Linked DNA regions of Mus musculus: all the other regions are linked to region 1. Evidence: chromatin contacts called from public Hi-C, HiChIP or PLAC-seq and promoter capture Hi-C data. All regions are on one chromosome and are shown on one strand. Each heading gives the region's core, a stretch centred on a gene start, on an enhancer-like site or on the middle of the called end of the contact. The rest is flanking DNA. Distances are from core to core; before and after follow the strand shown.

Region 1 (4,505 bases), core at 778-3,277:
CAAGGGCCAGGCCTGAATCTATCTCTTGTAAAGAGTGTACATTAGCTATGATAGTTTAACCAGTTGTCCATTTTGCTCCTCAGGGAGCTCATAGCCAGTGACTGAGTATCTCAGCCTCCTCAGTCCCTTGGTCATTGGAGCACCTGATATAGGGACCATAACCAATGTAGCACCAGCAGCACCCACATTATGCCCTTTTTTTTCTTCCAGAAGTATACCTTAGCCACCCCATACCCTTCTGCTTGTATAGGTTTCTATGCCCTGTAGTTGGTAGGCTTAGTGGTTATAAAATAATGCTAATATGGTGAAAATGTGCATTTGAGCCTGCTTAAGTTGAAATTTTTGTTGTTTTTTTGTTTGTTTGTTTGTTTTTTGAGACAGGGTTTCTCTGTATACCCTGGCTGTCCTGGAACTCACTTTGTAGACCAGGCTGGTCTTGAACTCAGAAATCCTCCTGACTCTGCCTCCCAAGTGCTAGGATTAAAGGCGTGCGCCACCATCGCCCAGTTTAAGTTGAGTTTTTTTTGTTTTTTGTTTTTTGGTTTTTTTGTTCATACAATACTGTGAACTAGACCCCCAGCCTAAGCCTAATCTCTGCTACACAGTAAAAGTGTGAATGGCTGTGTGAAAGTCTACCTGCGAGGAAACTGGATTAGACACACTGTGTTGTTGTCTTTCTGTGTAAAAAGGAACATTGATATGACTCACTACATACTTAAGGAGGGACATAGTAATCATTTTATCCTGAGGACATAGCTTAAACACTTGGGACTAACTTAGTCCTCTGTTTCTCATTTCTAGAAAAGAGAATATAGAGTTGATATCCCATAGGTCAGAAAATGTCTTCTCAGATGTGGGTTGCCAGTAGAAAAGCATTTGCCTGGAGCTTCCCAGGCTGGGCTTACTCGGTTCCTCTACTAATAGTGGACGTGATGTTTACAGTGAGATATATGCACTTGCATGCATGCACAACTTGTAACCAGGAAACGGAAAAAAAATCACTGACTTCTGGAGCATAACCTTCATAGAGGATAATATGAGTCTATGAAATACTCATTCATATATCCTGGAAGCATACCTAATAAAGCACTCGATAACTGTCCTTCTGAAGATAGCCCCTCTGGCACCCCACCCTTCCCCGTAGCTTCATATTGTTCTCAAGTTTAAGTGTAGTAGAACTCATGGCTTCCACCAGGTCTGACTTTCCACAAGGTGATAAGCCTTAGAGAGCTCAGTCCAGACAAGATAAGGACTGGCCATTTAGGAAGACAAAGTGGACAATATGCTACAGATAACCTACAGGGATTTATCTTTGATGGGTAATTACTTTTTTTTTTTTTTAGACTGGCCTGGAACTAATTATGGAGACCAGGCTGGCCCTAAACTCCACCTACCTCTACCTCTCAAGTGCTAGGAATAAAAAGTGTGCACACCACATCTAGCAAAAGTATCTGGGAGCCTACTATGTGCCAGGCATTAGTTCCTAATTTTTCAACATTAAAATAAGACAAACATAACACCCCACCCTATTTATATAGAACATAGGAGGTTCAGAGACAGTAAATGTTAAAAAAAAAAAAAATCACAGCCAGTGGCAATGTTGCAATTTAAACCGAAGAAGAGTATGCAAACCACAAAAAAACCAACCAACCAACAACAACAACAAAAAAAAAACCAAACAAACAAAAAAACCCCACCTTATGCCTAAGCAAAAGCTGACACATAGTAGGTGTTCAGAAAATATTTGGGTAAAATTTTTACAAGGGTGAGGCACCATTTTCTCCTGGGATGTCCAATGCATTCCTAGAAGTAACAGAAAGCAAGCCCCACTGTCCAGGCCGCAGCTTGGGACGTGAAGATCGACCACCCCAGCCAGACCTAGAGGCCGGCGGTCGCCGTCAGATTTCTTTGGGGGAGGCGGTGGCCCCCAGCCTGGAGTGGCCCCCGTCCAGCCCTGCAGGCGGGCAGGAGCTCCGAGGCCATTGGCTGGCGCGCCGGCTGCGAAGGGCGGGGAGCGCCACCGAAGGGGACTGTTTGCTCCTACGGGCTGTAGATGGAGCTGTCCGGCCCCGGCAAGGGGGAAGGCGCCTGGAAAACGTTCTTCTTCTCCCTGGCCGGCCCGAGCGGGGAACAGCACTCCCAGGATGCAGTTTGTGTCAACACGGCCGCAGCCTCAGCAGCTGGGCATCCAGGGTTTGGGGCTGGACAGCGGGAGCTGGAGCTGGGCCCAGGCTCTGCCCCCGGAGGAGGTCTGCCACCAGGAGCCGGCGCTACGCGCGGAAATGGCCGAGGGAATGCCGCCCATGCAGGTGGGTGCAGCGCCCGCGGGCGCCATGGCCGCGCCGCTGCCGTGGGGGCGGGGCGGGGCCGGGCCTCGGGGAGCCTCGCGGCTGCCGGGGCCCCGGGCGAACGGCGGAGCGGGCCTGGTGCAGGCCCGGAGCGCCAGGCCCTGCCGCGCTGCCACGGTGCCGCTGTCCGGGCCGGTGCGGCCGGGACCCGGGGCCCGCAGGATGCGGAAGCCGGGGCTGTGTTGCCCGGGACCTAGCGCGGTAGTGGCCGCTTCACTGAGCAGGGACTCGGGTTCCTCTTGGCGTCCGACCCGCCTGGGTTTGCGGCAGGCCTATTCCCGGCCCACAGAGGGAACAGTTTAACCATGTTTACACTGTAGCCAGTTTAATAAAAGGGTTTAAAGCTGTTTTATTGCTGTCTTTTTCCGACTATAAAGAGCAGCCCACTTTTCCTCTGTAGAACGGATGAGCCAGGGAAGGGACTGGGAGGGGACTTTGTCATCTTGGGTTGGCAAACTTGCCTGCATATTGGAATCGCCAGAGCAGCCTAAGACAACTGACTACGCCCAAACCGCATCCCCGAGCGTTGTCTTGGGGTCCTGGGGGTGAGAGAGAAGGCTCCAGTTGTTTCTTTAGGCTCCGTAGGAGATCTCAGGGTGCCTAGGACTTAGCTGGCACGGCCTTGGGTATACAGCACAAGGAGAAGGGTTAACGTGGTTTAACATCATTGTCTCAGAAGGGAGACTGAGTTACCTGAAGACTGGACTCTGAAGAAGCCACCCCTGTGTTCCCATTTGATTCTCAGTCAGGACTTAAGACTTGACAAGTCAATATGAAGACCTTTGGTTGTTTTTGAGCAAAATGACCAACTGTAGGTCTTCAAACCTGCGGAAATGCAACCAGCCTCAGACTTCCTACACTTCCATTGTCAGTCTTATCCCCTTCTCTGAACAAGGCCCCGGTGAAGCCTCCATAAGCCCAGTGGATGGCACTGACAGCCATCCAGCCACCAGGACCCAGCAGGGGCTGGCATTCCTAGGGTCCTGTTGTTCTCACTCCCATGTCAGAGAGGAATTCTCAGATGCTGTGGGGTAGTCTTCTGGCTATCACAGCTTCTCAGAGTTTGAGGAAAATAGTTCATGTGATTGTCAAAAGCCAGTCAGTCCGGCTCACTTCAAAGCAATAGGATTCCACTTTTCCCAACTGGAGGGCCCCTTCACCAGAAGCAGAGAGAACCAAGAGAGAAAGGGACATATCTTCTGGTCTGTGTTGTCATCCCGCACACCCTGACCAACCTCCACTTTTCTTTCTCTGTTGTAGAGCTCAGCACACAGCCTATATCTAGTAGAAGAGAAAGAGGCAGGCTCTGGGCCATGGGGAACCCCCTCATCAGGAAGCAGGGAAGGGAGCCACGAGGTTTTTGTTGTAGCCCTCACAGGGGTAAAGAATGTCCCTCTTCCTGTTAAAAAGTGCTATTGTCTAGTAAACCTATTTCCAGTTTGCACAGTTATGAAAAAGTAGCAGTGTGTGGAATTTTAACAGTGCCAGGTGTACCATCCAGCCTAGTATCTCTGGTAGGCCTAGTAGACATGGCAGTGATTGCATGTTTGCAAAGTGTTTGTGTTATCTGTGGCACTTAGAGCCCTGCCAGTTGGCAGGGCAGGGCGGTGCTAAAGAATGGCCAGCTGCTTCTTTGTTCCTCAATTTCATCATCTTTAAAGCAGAGATAATCATTCTTGCCCCAACCTGCAAGAGAGATTGCTCAGAAGATTAACTCCAGTCAACTTACACGGAAATTCCTACCTTGAAACAAAGAGTGAGAGCCAAATGGGAAGTCTGCCATTCAGTGTTGTCTGTGAGGCAAGCAGCTGTTCTCTTCAAAGAGAGGGTCTGGGCTATCTATGTTAGGCAGGGGGGCATGACCTAGACTTTCCAGAGGCCGAGGCAGGTGAACTAGTAACCAGCCTGGCTCTCCTAAGAAGGGAATGGAAGAGTGGTTAGTTGGATGGTGGGAGGTGGAGGGTGACTGTTCCAGCTACCACTGAGGTCATTAATGAGCCTAGCCAGAGGCAGAGGCTTGGTAGAGACACTGGGTAGTACTTGACTGCTTATCCCATTTTCAGGCCACCTTCTCTCACACACATGTTCTCATCCTGAGCTGTCACTTTCTTCCCTTGCATACAGGCTCAAGAATGGGACATGGATGCCAGGAGACCA
Region 2 (4,117 bases), core at 1,122-3,621, 870 kb after region 1:
AGCTGACGCGACACTGTTGTGCTGAGTCTCTGTTTTAACTATATGCATTCAGAGTTTTAAAAATACAAAACGCTTCCTTCAGACATTTCATCATCCCTGTGGTCCATCCTTCCCTTAATATAATGAAATACACCCAGGAGCTTGTAAATGGGGGCAAAAATCACAGCGCAAAGAGAACACACATTTTCTTTTCCTCTTTTTTTTAAAAATAATGTTCTTACTTATTCCTTGAGAATTTCATATATTTTGATCATATTCTCTCATTTTTCCCGAGTCCTCCCAAATCCTTTCCACCTCCCTACTCACAAAACCTCATGAAGGCTGCCCTGAGGTATGCATACACCCAGTGTCACTTCATTGAAGAAAATTGATTTTCCTTCTCCCAGGAGCTATGGTTTGTGACTAGCTCCTGAGTGGAGTGGGACTTTGTGCCCACAGCCTTTGGGGGGATTTGTGTCGCACTTGCTCAGGTGTGGTGAACACGGTCACATCTACTAAAACTCATGTATGCACCTGCCCTGTTGTGTCTGGAAACAGTTTCCCTAAAGTCATCCACCACCTCTGGCTCTTACGGTCCTTCTGCCCTCTTTCCACAGAGATGAGATGAGCCAGCCAGGGATCTCCTTCCAGTGTTCACACCAAAGCACAGGGTCTAAAAATTGACTTCATTAATTAACATCAATAATGAGAGATGAGTCACCGCCTATCTTCAAAAGAACACTTGCCATGACTTTTGGAGGGTTTAATTTGTTCCTCTGTAAAAAAGATATCAAAGGTTCTTTTTAAAAAGAATTGTTTCAAGATGGACTTGATTGCACATGTCTGCTAGGAGGCGTAGGCAAGAGGAGCAGATGTTCCCCTCCCAGGGCCCTTGGTTCAACTCTTAGTACTGGGTGGTTGTGGTCTTCATGGGGTGATGTGAACTCTGGTCTCTGGCAGGTTTCTGAGAGACTCTGAGCTTTTCTGATGAGTTAAGAACCAAAGGTTGAATAAAAATCAAAATGGGGGAAAAAATCTCTTCAATGGGACAGAACCATCACTCGGAATTCTCTTTTCCTTTCTTTCTTAAAAATAATAAAAAAAATAATGATGATGATGATAATAATGAAACCCAAACCTCTTAGGACCTTTTGTTCTCCCTCTTTGCCTTTGCCTTGAGATGTACATCTTTAAAAAAAAAACAAAAAACAAACAAAAAAAAACAAACAAACAAAACAAAACAAAAACAAAAACAAAAAACTGTTTTGAGTTGAAGAGTGGGAGGATCTTGTGCTCACAGCAGCCTCTCTTTGAATTGCAAACATCCAGAACCTCCCTAGCACCCTGGGAATGTAGGGATCTAGCTTCAGCTGAAGCCTGACTGCAGGGCCCTCTCGGTTGCAGACCTTCCTCTTGCCCTAAGGACATAACAAGCTCTAGCAACTAGCAGGCACAGCTGGTCGCTACTGAGTTTAAGATAAAGGACAGAGACACTAATAAAGGATGCTGCTACATCTTCTTGAGGCTAAGGCTTTTTATTAGACTGACTCACACAGTGGCTTAGGCTGGCTTCTAACTCAAGGCAATCCTGCTGCAATCCCCTGACAAACTAGGATAAGAATAAGCCACCATGCTTAACTTCAGTTATGTCTTCTCTTAAAAATACAAGCAGAGGGCTTTATCTACCTAGCTTTAAACTAACTGTCCTTCCCTCCTTTCATCTCTCTTCCTTCCTCCCCCCCCCCCCCCACTTTCTGTGCAGTCTCTTAGAATGTCACCTCCCTAGACCCCTTGAAACCCTAGTGTTCACAACAGAGAGCCAAGTATACTTTCCTGACAATAGAAAGCATCATGGGGGAATTCTCTGAGATGAGAATCACCTTGCATAAGCCAGCACTGTGTATTATGTTCAAGGCTTAAACTTAACAGGTACAAAGGTAAAGAAATACTTCACCCTGCCCATCTGGACATTCCATAGGCGAGAAACTGTACAATGACCACCTATGGCTGTGTCAACAAATAGCAAAGAAGGGGTAGCCAGTACCGGGTCTCCTGTCTGAGCTTAGCTGCTCTTTGAGAGGGGGCAGTCCGGGTTCTCCGGGGCCAGTGCTGCTTTTCTGTCCCTCTTTAGGAGTTCTGAATGCAGAGCCTGTGACATGAGACCCCAGGAGCTTGGGGAAGTGCAGATGCTCAGCTTGGGTGCTGATGGGGAACCTGGGACGCAGCACTTTCCAGCCACACATGGGCTTTCTTGAAAAGGGTGGCTGTCTTCCACTTCTCAGGCTCCGAGAACTGTGCCCTCAACACCCCCTGAAGGGGAAATGAGTAGGGCCGGGAGGCTTTCCACAGGAAGTGGTCATTGACTAAAGCAGTTTCACTGTGTTCTGGCAAATGTTCAAGGCCTTTCCACCTACCCGAGGGGATATAGTCTGCAGGGCAGTGTGTATTCCGTCACCATGGGCTTTCTTTTCCTGCCTTCGGACTCTGGATTCATGGCTCTGCATGTAGCTGTTCTGTGAGAGCACTGCTCAGCAGGCACAGGCCCACCGCATACCTGTAAGGGTAAAGAGGAACCCGCCAGGGCGCTGACAGCCGCTTGGGAGCCAGGGAGCCGCTGTGCACTCGGGTGAGCTTGGTGTGTTGGGTTTCCTGGACAGTGAAAGAGCAGTGAATTGAGGGTCGGCGACAGCATAGAGTGGGACAGAGCCCTGAAATTTCCATGCCATCATCCCTAGGCCCTAGGCTTTCCATCTCACCATCTGCGCCTTTCTGAAACCCTCAGTTAACAAAGGTGATGGTTTTTTGATGGAGGAGTAATTAAAGTCCGAGCCACAGGCTTTCCCAAGCTCCCCCAGCAGGTGGAGCACATTTCTTCATTTTATCCCAGACTCCCCAAAGCCTACTAGGCCAGATAGACCTCATCTGAAGGAGGGCAGGATGAGTTCTTAAGGCTCTACAAGCCAGAGTGAAACCTCTATGTTCCTTCCTATATGGTCTAGCCCTTCCCTGAAAGACAGGTCAGTGAATTCTACCTTAGAATCTTGTCTGAAAACCACCCCATTCTTCATGGCCAGGTATCCCACACCTTCCCTTAACATACCCCAAGAAGCTGTGGTATGTTAACAGTATTATGTTTTAGATGTGTATGAACACCCTCGTTGTCAGCTGAACTTTACAGTAGAGGGTACTATTTCCAGGACTCTTGCCTACTAACCTGCCCTGTGACTCTTAGTACCTGGACATAAAGGAACAGGGGAGGGGCAGATGGGTGGAGCAGATGCGAGTGAAAATGTTTGTTTTGGTTTTAGTTGTGTGAGGAAATACACTGGTGCCACTGGAGACTTGTGGAGATCAGAGGACAGCTTTCTGAAGTCATTTCTACCCTTCTGCTTGGTGGAAACGGCTTCTCTCTTGTTTCTGCCACACCCTGGGCTAGCTGGCCTGACAGCCTCTGGCTGATTCTCCTATCTCCACAGGCTGCCTCACTGTGTATAGTGCTGGGATTACAGAAGCAGGCTCTGGTGCTCAGAGTCAAGTCTCCAAGCTTGTGCATCAGGCGCTTTGCCCTAGGCGTCCTTGTTGCCTGCCGGTACTTAACAAGGAAGACAAGAAAGACTCTCTCAACTTCCTGACTGAACTGTGTCCTCATTGCTTGGTAAAATAAATTGTCCTGATAAGCTGGCTTGGCTGTTTTCAGACGAGAATGAACATTTGGGTTTGTGCTTCTGCCTTCTCCTTGAGTAATGCCTTCCTGCTGACCCTTGTCAGTTGCCACGGCCCACACACTGCCCACACTGGGGAAAGTTAGCAGAACTTTCCCTTTGTAGACGAACTCTACCTCCACTCTGTCTGCCCACAGTTGTGTGCTCTGCAGGTCAACAGTCACATCTCTTCATGTCCATCACACCTCCTCCCCTTCCCTCTGTTTCTAGGCTGTTGACTGACTTCTCCTGTTTGATCTGTGACTCATTTTAATGTCTCTATCTCATTACCCTGCTTCACCTCTGTGCATTTGCATATTTAGTCATATCTGCCAACTAATTTGTTTCTCAGTGGAACATATGTCCCCTGTGGTATGTCTGATTTCTCAGAAAATAATTCAGAAACTTCCCTGCTAATTTTGCTGAGTTTGGTTATG
Region 3 (4,254 bases), core at 656-3,155, 660 kb after region 1:
GCTACCTGATGAATCGTACCTTCCTGGTGTCAGTGTCTGTTGTTGGGGACTCTTGAGACAGAGCCTCCTCAATGTGAGCCTAACCATGGTTAAACAAAATCCTCAGACCCGAGAAGGCTTTCCCGTTCCAGCCCCACCACTGGGCTTCTCACTTGGCTCTTAGAACGCTACCTCTGTCCATAACACTTGCCACCCTCAGCACCCAAGGGTACATTCACCTCTGCACCCAAGCATGGGTGCCTGAAAGTGACTCGTGGGGACAAAGACCTCCCAGCAGCATTTGCTAGTGTTTCCTGTGGTCCTGAGCCACATTTAGGTGGAAGACCTCTGGCATAGAGATTTATAGAAAATCCCCTCTCTCAGGATGTGTCACAGTGGCCATGTCTGTGTGGCTCTCAAAGTTCTCATCACATTGGTTCAGGCTGGCCAGCTTTTCCAATTACCTAAAGAATCCAAGATCAAGTTTGGCCTGGGATTTTCAACCCACAGAATCATTAGGGGATGTCCGTTGCCTCGATGTTTATCTAGACTCTTCTCCTAAGTGGGTATCTAGCTCTGTGAGAAGGCAATGTCACTGTAATGTAGCAAAGCAGTAACTTTCCTTCAGCATCTTTCTCCGGTAGTCCCAGCGAGACCTCTTTGAGGAAGTGGCAGCAAGATGGCACAGCTGGGGTTAAGTGTGAGTCAGCGTCCTGACTCACAGAAGTGACCCCAGTAGGGTAAGAACACTGAAGCTATGCAGCTCAGGCAAGGGCAGTGGGATACCGCTGCTTGCAGAGTGTGATACAACACTGTTAACTGGATCTAGAATCACCTAGGAAACAAATCTCTGGGCATGCCTGTATTGGGTTAATTGAGGTGGAAGACACACTGTGGGTAGCTAATGATTCTATGGGTTAAACAGAGAGCAAGCTCAGCACCAGGGTTCATCTCTCTTTGCTTCCTGACTGTGGATGCAGTGTGACTGACTGCCCCAGTGTCTTCCCCACCATGGTGAAATTAGAGCCAAAATGAACCCTTCCTCAAGTTTATTTTGTCAGAACAATGAGAGAATCTATACAGGAGAACCCAGAGACTGTCTTCCTGCTGTCACTTTAATCTCTCCCCGCAGCAGCAACTACTAGACTACAGCTCGGGGGACCGGCTACAGAAAATCCAGGAAGTATACCTGTGGGAAAAAACAATGTCAGAGTCCATTATGAAGATGGATGGACAGAGTACCAGTGTTGGCTCTTGCCTGTCAAGTTCTGTGAGCAAGGCTAATTACCTGCCTGGGCCATCCTGTTGTGGAATTTTCCTGAGAGGCCTTCCACGACGACTTTCCAATCTGGACTTAGTGTAAGATAGGCCTTTATCTTTCTTCTTCATACAGATAACTAGATACGCAGCATGTAAGTTTGCACAGGTAGGCTGGGTGTACAGGGGCCTTGGAGGTCGTTCCCATGGAAACATAAGATCTGTCCCCAACTGCGGCACACCTCCTTTCAAGAATCACTACTGTGCTGACGTGGTTTCCCCCTCCAGCTCCCACCCGGACTGTAGCCCTTCAGGAGTGGCTGGCCTCAAGTGTCCCAGGTCTTACTATGTTCCACACAGATCGCCTGAACCCCTACCATAGAGGAAAAATAGTCTAACTACTGTAGCCTGATCCAGAAGCTGGGCATCTCCAAGGTTCAGTGAAGCAGTGAGCTCTGCAGAGGACTGCAAGCTTCACTTCGCTGAGGGGAGGCTTTAGCTCAGGCCAAGTTTGTGGCCTCTCAGCTCCACGAAGTCCTCTGGTCGAAACCCCTGTGGTCCCCACAAAGCCTCCGTTCTGGTTAGGGTCTCCTCCAATCCTGTCCCCAGCCACCTTGGGCTGCCCGAGCACTGCAAGTGACCTGCCACTTTCTAGCGAGAATAAGAAAGCGCAAACCTAAGCCTAGAATCACCTGCAAAATCGGAGCAAACCGACCCAGCCAATCAAAGGAAAGGTTCCTCGGAAGTCCCGCCCTTGGTTCTGCGTGATAGCGGCGAGCTATCCCAGCGGACGATGTTCAGGGATGCGCGAGCGCAGATTCGCTTGGTCCAGGGCCTTCCCGGCTGAGATTCCGTTGCGCATGCGCACAGCCCTCTGCCGAGACTTGCACCTGCTTAGAGTCTGCCGTTCGATCTGATACCCCACCTGAGCATCGCGCACCCAGCCATGACAGCCCATTCCTTTGCCCTCCCTGTCATCATCTTCACCACATTCTGGGGCCTCATCGGCATCGCTGGGCCCTGGTTCGTGCCCAAAGGACCCAACCGCGGGTAAGAAAGGCGAGCAGGCCTCGATTCCCTGCAGACGCTTCCCTGTCCCCTAGCTGGGCTCACCCATTAACACTGGGCTCCCAGCTTGCTACCCTGCAATTCATGCCCTCACAGAGACGCCCCTACATGACTTCTTCCAGATCTCTGCACCTGGGCTGGGGCAGCCAGGAAACAGGCTAGAGGGCTGGGTGAACGGATAGATTCAGATGTCAGGGCAAGCAGGTGGCTAAAGGTCACCCACACCCATGCAGTCGGTAAAGGCTGCATATGGACACTCCTTGCTTATTCTTGTGTGACATTGGGCAAATGCCAGGCCTCAATTTCTTCACTGAGGAAAATAGGGGCTCTGGCAACACCTGCTTTGTAGGGCTGGTGTGAGGTCTGCCCTAAGCAATGTCCTGGGCATGCTGTGTATGTATACTGGATGTTTTTAGCTGCCTTCATTTTTGGAAGATTCCTAGCAGATTTTCTGCACCACATGCCAGCCCCTTCTCCTGTTAGCCTCTCAAGTCATGAAAGCCTCACACTTTGCCCTTTGTCCATTTTCTCAGCACTGACAATCCACTGCACAGCCAGGAGTGGTCCCAGCTGCCTTGTAGTGTTAAGGGAGGGCTGGGGCACTAATCCGTTCAGCACCACCTTGAAGTGCTTAGGCTCTGTCATGGATTAGACTTAGCCTAAACTGGAGGCATAGACGGATGGGCATCGCCTTTATTCCTACAAATGTGAAAGTGATTGCTGGACAGAGCACCTTCTGCTTCCAGTGGACCAGAATCTGGCACCCATATTGAGAGACTCAGAACTGTTTTAACTATGGCTCCAGGAGATCTGAGGCCCTTTCTGGCTTTTGGAAGCCAGCACACATGTGTATACACACACACACACACACACGATTTAAACTGGACTTGCTTTGTAATCACTCTCCATGTCATCTCTTCTGGAAGTCTTGGTGAGCTCCTTGTCCCTTCAGCTGTGTTGTAAGACTCTGTCTCTCTGATTTCCTGAGTGGATCCAAAGCCCCTGCTTTTTCTATAACAGCCCAGCCTCTGTCAACAGTGGCTGTGCCCTTGCTTCTTGCCTTGTACTGTGGTCTTTTGTTTTCTTTGATGTTGCTGGATGAATTTTGAGGCCATCCTCTGGTGGGTGGCCACAGATGGAGTGTGGGCAAGCCTTCTCCAGCATACAGATGGAGAGGTGTTTGCTGATGGAGAAGGAAGAGATTTACAACACCGTTTGGATGTAGACAATCTTGTAATTCTTACTTGGAGCGGACCCCAGCATCCTGGAGATGCTGGTGTTCAGGTAGCACCAGGAGGGCTGACACAGGGCCCCGTGTACCAATGCTGCTTTTCCTTCTTTGCTGTTTCAGGGTGATCATCACCATGCTGGTAGCTACTGCTGTCTGCTGTTACCTCTTGTGAGTATTGCCTTCCCCAGGAGCTGGGGGCTGTGGTGACCACTAGTTGGGTCTGATTTTGCCTCAGTTGACAGTTGCAGTTTGTGGTGCCCCCAGCTGAGCTGTGAGGTACGTGAGTTGTGGACCAGTTCAGTAGTATCTGCTCCTAACTGGGCATCAGAATCCTCCAGATTGGTTGTTCAAACACAGTTTTCATGCTCTACTCTAGACTCAGTCATACAGAAGTCAGGGCATCATACTGCTAACAAGTGCTGGGTGTTTGTGATAGAGCCAGTGTAACCACTAGGGGGCAGCAGAGTGTGTGTGACAGAGCTGGAGTGGCTTCTTCTTTTTTTTTAAAGATTTATTTATTTATTTATTATATGTAAGTACACTGTAGCTGTCTTCAGACACACCAGAAGAGGGAGTCAGATCTCATTACGGATGGTTGTGAGCCACCATGTGGTTGCTGGGATTTGAACTCAGGACCTTTGGAAGAGCAGTCGTGTGCTCTTACCTGCTGAGCCATCTCACCACCCTGGAGTGGCTTCTTAAGGCCCAAGGACACCCTC
Region 4 (4,235 bases), core at 1,148-3,647, 810 kb after region 1:
TTTCTGGACTGGGACTGTATCTGGACATCTGTGCGCCCAGCATCCCAATTACTGAAGGTTTCAAACATGGGACCCTTCAGTGCACAGGGCAGTACATGGAAAGGTGAGAGGAGGCTTAGAAGGCCCATGGTGAAGAATTGAGGTTTGCCAGGACCTCTCTCAGAACCACCTGGTTGCCTGGTGACTCTGTGCCAAGTTACTAAATTTCACAGATGAACGTGGAAATCAAAGTCACTTCATAAATAGATTTTCCTGGTGGGAGGGTTGGTAATCTGACTCACTCCCCCGCCAATCACTCTTATTTTTAGTTGTGTTAGGGATCCAAAATCTAAGCTCTTTCCTGCTGATCTCTGCTTGAGTAACTCCCCAGAGCGGATGGTTCCTTGGGGCTTATAAACTGTGTGGATGTCAAGTATGCGAAAACAGTGTGGAGATATGAGGACATGAGGTTCTTCTAATATGTATATATGTGTGTGTGTGTATATATGTATATGTATGTGTGTGGATGGAGAGATTGAATAGAATTTGAAAGGAGACTGTCCCAAGTTGAAGAGGTAGGCATGAAGCCTGAAGCAAACAGAGAGAGAGAGAGAGAGAGAGAGAGAGAGAGAGAGAGAGAGAGAGAGAGAGAGAGGTGGAGGGGAGTGAGAGGGGAGGGGGAGAGGGAGGGGGAGGGGGCAAGGGGAGGGGGGAGGGGAAGGAGGGAGAGGGAGAGAGAGAGGGGGAGGTCCTGAAAAAAATCAACAAGTGGAAATAAAAGTGAAATTACACAAGAATCAGCCCCAAAGTAGGCAGAATAATAGAGAAGAGGAGAGAAAGAACAGGTTGGACAAGAAGAAATCTGGTAGCAGGACTGTGACTGTGTATTGTTAAAGAATTGTATACAGTCACATAGTGTGTTTGGATTAGTTCCACTCCAGTGTCTGTCCCCTCTGATTCCTTCTCTAGGCCTCTCCTTTCCTTCCCAACTTCTTGTCGTCTCTGTCTCTCTCCCCCATTTAAGAAAAAAAATCTAAACTCCACTTAGTGCTGTCCATATGTGCAGAGATGTGGAATCATCTACCAACAAATGGGTAACCTCTTAGGGGCAGTGCTCCTGAGAAAAAAACTTCACAACTTCTCTCTCTTTCTCTCTCTCTCTCTCTCTCTCTCTCACACACACACACACACACACACACACACACACACACACACACACACACACACAAACACTAGCAGCAATCAATTGCCCACAGCTCTCCTTAGATAGGGCAAGAGTTCATGAGCCCTTCCCCATCAGCACTGAGGTTTTGGTCCATGCAAATTTTTGTGTGAAATGACCTTGTCATATCCAGCAAATAGTGTTTCACTGCAGTGTTCAATGACTCCAGTCTTTTCACCCCTCTTCTGTAATAAGCCCTGACCCCTGAGGAGAGGAGATATGATATAGATGTGCTATTTAAATCCAACTGTATCATGAATTATATGACATGTAAAAATACCTAAATATCCAAATTAAAAGTAGATTCTAGGGGCTGGTGAGATGGCTCAGTGGGTAAGAGCACCCGACTGCTCTTCCGAAGGTCCGGAGTTCAAATCCCAGCAACCACATGGTGGCTCACAACCATCTGTAACGAGATCTGACTCCCTCTTCTGGAGTGTCTGAAGACAGCTACAGTGTACTTACATATAATAAATAAATAAATCTTTAAAAAAAAAAAAGTAGATTCTATTTATATGCTATTAACAAGGAGCTCTCTTCTCTCTCTTTCTCTCTTACTCAATTATTTCTTTCTCTCATTTCTTTCTTTTTTTTTTTAAGCTCAGCTGCCCAGAAGTTAGTGGCTTCTTCTTCTTTTTTATTGATTGATTGATTGATTGATTGATTGATTATATGTAAGTATGCTGTAGCTGTCTTCAGACACTCCAGAAGAGGGAGTCAGATCTCGTTACGGATGGTTGTGAGCCACCATGTGGTTGCTGGGATTTGAACTCCGGTTCTTCGGAAGAGCAGTCGGGTACTCTTACCCACTGAGCCATCTCACCAGCCCCCTTTCTCTCATTTCTTAAACAAACATACAGGAGATTCAATATCACTGCCAGCCAAGTCATTGTCATTCACATTTACAGATTGTTCTGCCAAACAAGAGCTGACTGACCGTTATTTACTATGATGGACCATATTGCAGTCAACTAAAGTCCTGGTGGTGAAAAAACGTGACTATTGATTTATCACATTCCAAGTGCTAAGTAGCTACCAGCAGCCCATGGGTACCACATGAGATGACACAGAACAAGAGGACTGCAGAACGTTCTGCAGTGCAGCTTGCTAGGAAGATGGGTGGGTCCCTTGCACACTCCTATTTCCACAGTTCCTCCCCCTCGCTTCCTCTCTGCTACTCTGTTTTCTTGGTGTTTAGTATTGTTTCGAAATCAGAGAAGGTCAAAGGACCCAGATTTTCAGGTAAGAGAATAGGGATGGATGATGTGGGTGTTGAATTTGGTGAGGAAGGGGCCTCTCTACTAGCTGTGTCTAGTAAACCTCCTGACAGACCTGCTCTTGGGAATTGTATTCATTGGCTTCTGTTTCCAGCCTGATAATTTTAGGCTGTAGTCCGAGTTGAAGGCTGAGTTCTACAAATTCCTGTGTGCTTCAGGGTTCGCTGCTTTGAGGAGGACACTTTTTCTACAGGGAAAGTATTCCTGCACTGGTCAAAAAAAAAAAATTTTTTTTTTAAATGTGACTCTTCCAGGAAGAGAATGACTGAGTTAGCTTGGAGAGAGCAGGCAGGAAGAAGGCAGGGATGCGGAGGATCCCTAACAGGCTCAGCTTGGCACAGCTCCCCCAAGCTGCCATAATGTTGGGATTAGCACTAGCCTTTATCTTTTTCCTGTAAGCTGCTTCCTAGGGAACCTGCCTCTTGGGGAAACTATTTCCCCCCCGAGTTCTTAGAAGAGCTGAGCTCCCTCCAGGTAGGTCTAAGTAGGGAGGTTATGTTTACTGTGGCTACTGTTCTGAAGCCAGTAGTAGACGTTTGGTCATAGGCAGAGCGGGGATGACTTAGTCAATGAAATCTGCACCTACAGAAACACAGGTCCTGGTTTTACAGATGAATTAGAGTCTAAAGAGCTCCTCTGTCACCCTGTGCCCTCTGTCTCCCCCGACCCCGAGAAAGTTTTGAGAAATTTTCTACCATTGATACTGGGCCTCCTTGCTAATCACCAAATCAAGTCTGTGCTAAGAACCAATGCTTTGTGTGAGTTTGTGGTTTCTTTTTAGTTTATGAGAAGCTGTCTTCCACCCACCTGGCCTTCAGGCATAAAAAGCCTCTTTCAAAAGAAGCATCTAGAGTTCTGCTTCACATCTGTATCTGAGGGCTCCCTGTGTGGGGACTCTGTCCTTACCAAGGAGCATTCCAACCTGTCCTGATTGTAGTTGGCTCCAGAGTTTTCAAATGTGTTCATGTGTATTAGGTAGAGGAAACACTCAAATGAGCTGAGTGTTTCTACATAACTGTGTCTTGGTTAACAGGGAAGGATGGCTGGGTGGCACAGGCCACCCCCAAGCAGAGAGAGGTAAAGACCCAAGAAGGTCAATTTGCTTGTTTAGTAAATTGAGACCCGCCCTTTGTCCAGTGCTGTGTCTGTGCCTGGAAAGTTTCCTGTCACAGAGTCAAAGAGGAGACAGTCATATGCTAAAAAATGATTTCGTGTTACAATCATGTCTTCGATGAGGAAATGCTGCTGTGCAGTTACAGCAAAAGCAAGTGATCTCAAAAGTGGAGTCTCAGGTTGGCACTGCTGCAGGAGAGAGCCATTGGAGAGAGCATCTCAGGAAGTAGAGGCAGAGCAGCCCCAGCTGGGGGATGGGCTGGAGCAGTGCCCCCAGAAAGGGAAAATTCTGAGAAAGCATAGGAGATAAAAGTGCTTCAAGGGTCCTGGGAACAGAGGGGAGGTCAGTGACTTCAGCGAAAGATGTCCATGAAGGAACTTCTGGACCATTCTAATAGTTCAAACTATCCTCTAAAGAGAATCAAAAGCTGCTAGGGAATTCAAGCAAGAAAATGAAAATGAAATTTTATTTTGAAAGTGAGATCTGGTGGTAGAGTTGTGAAGGGACCAAGGAAGGGATGATTGGGCTGACAATGAACAGCAATGGGTCTGATCAACATGAAGGTAGAAACAAAGGGACAAATGAGATTTCTGAATGTAGTCATTGGGATTTGGTGATGGGCTCATGCAAGGCAGGAAACCAA

The links. A called contact is a pair of places that touch in the nucleus more often than the background predicts. HiChIP or PLAC-seq counts read pairs in DNA pulled down with a chosen protein or histone mark. Capture Hi-C pulls out chosen DNA fragments and counts their contacts.
Region 2: a Hi-C map of B cells shows a contact between it and region 1, with 9 read pairs. The contact joins the promoter of Gimap5 here to the promoter of Zfp282 in region 1. A contact is called at or near these places in 1 of 39 promoter capture datasets (pre-B cells) and 1 of 484 Hi-C or Micro-C datasets (B cells).
Region 3: a FOXA1 HiChIP or PLAC-seq map of pancreatic cancer cells shows a contact between it and region 1. The contact joins the promoter of 1700026J14Rik here to the promoter of Zfp282 in region 1. A contact is called at or near these places in 3 of 39 promoter capture datasets (hippocampal neurons, liver and neural stem cells), 2 of 115 datasets of contacts at active chromatin or transcription factors (astrocytes and pancreatic cancer cells) and 1 of 9 other capture datasets (pancreatic islet).
Region 4: a promoter capture Hi-C map of adipose tissue shows a contact between it and region 1. The contact joins the promoter of Gimap4 here to the promoter of Zfp282 in region 1. A contact is called at or near these places in 1 of 39 promoter capture datasets (pre-B cells), 1 of 115 datasets of contacts at active chromatin or transcription factors (memory CD8 T cells) and 1 of 9 other capture datasets (adipose tissue).

What each region holds. Positions count from the first base shown.
Region 1 is chr6:47,875,528-47,880,032 of GRCm38.p6, forward strand. Zfp282 (zinc finger protein 282) reads left to right here and starts at 2,028. Exons shown (of 8, transcript NM_146175.3): 1 at 2,028-2,309; 2 at 4,473-4,505. The coding sequence starts at 2,145.
Region 2 is chr6:48,743,826-48,747,942 of GRCm38.p6, forward strand. Gimap5 (GTPase, IMAP family member 5) reads left to right here and starts at 2,372. Exons shown (of 3, transcript NM_175035.5): 1 at 2,372-2,605.
Region 3 is chr6:48,535,569-48,539,822 of GRCm38.p6, forward strand. It overlaps 1700026J14Rik (RIKEN cDNA 1700026J14 gene), which reads right to left and starts at 1,906. Exons shown (of 2, transcript NR_130985.1): 1 at 1,268-1,906; 2 at 1,014-1,168. Atp6v0e2 (ATPase, H+ transporting, lysosomal V0 subunit E2) reads left to right here and starts at 2,001. Exons shown (of 4, transcript NM_133764.3): 1 at 2,001-2,286; 2 at 3,656-3,703. The coding sequence starts at 2,183.
Region 4 is chr6:48,682,181-48,686,415 of GRCm38.p6, forward strand. It overlaps Gimap4 (GTPase, IMAP family member 4), which reads left to right and starts at 2,398. Exons shown (of 3, transcript NM_174990.4): 1 at 2,398-2,443.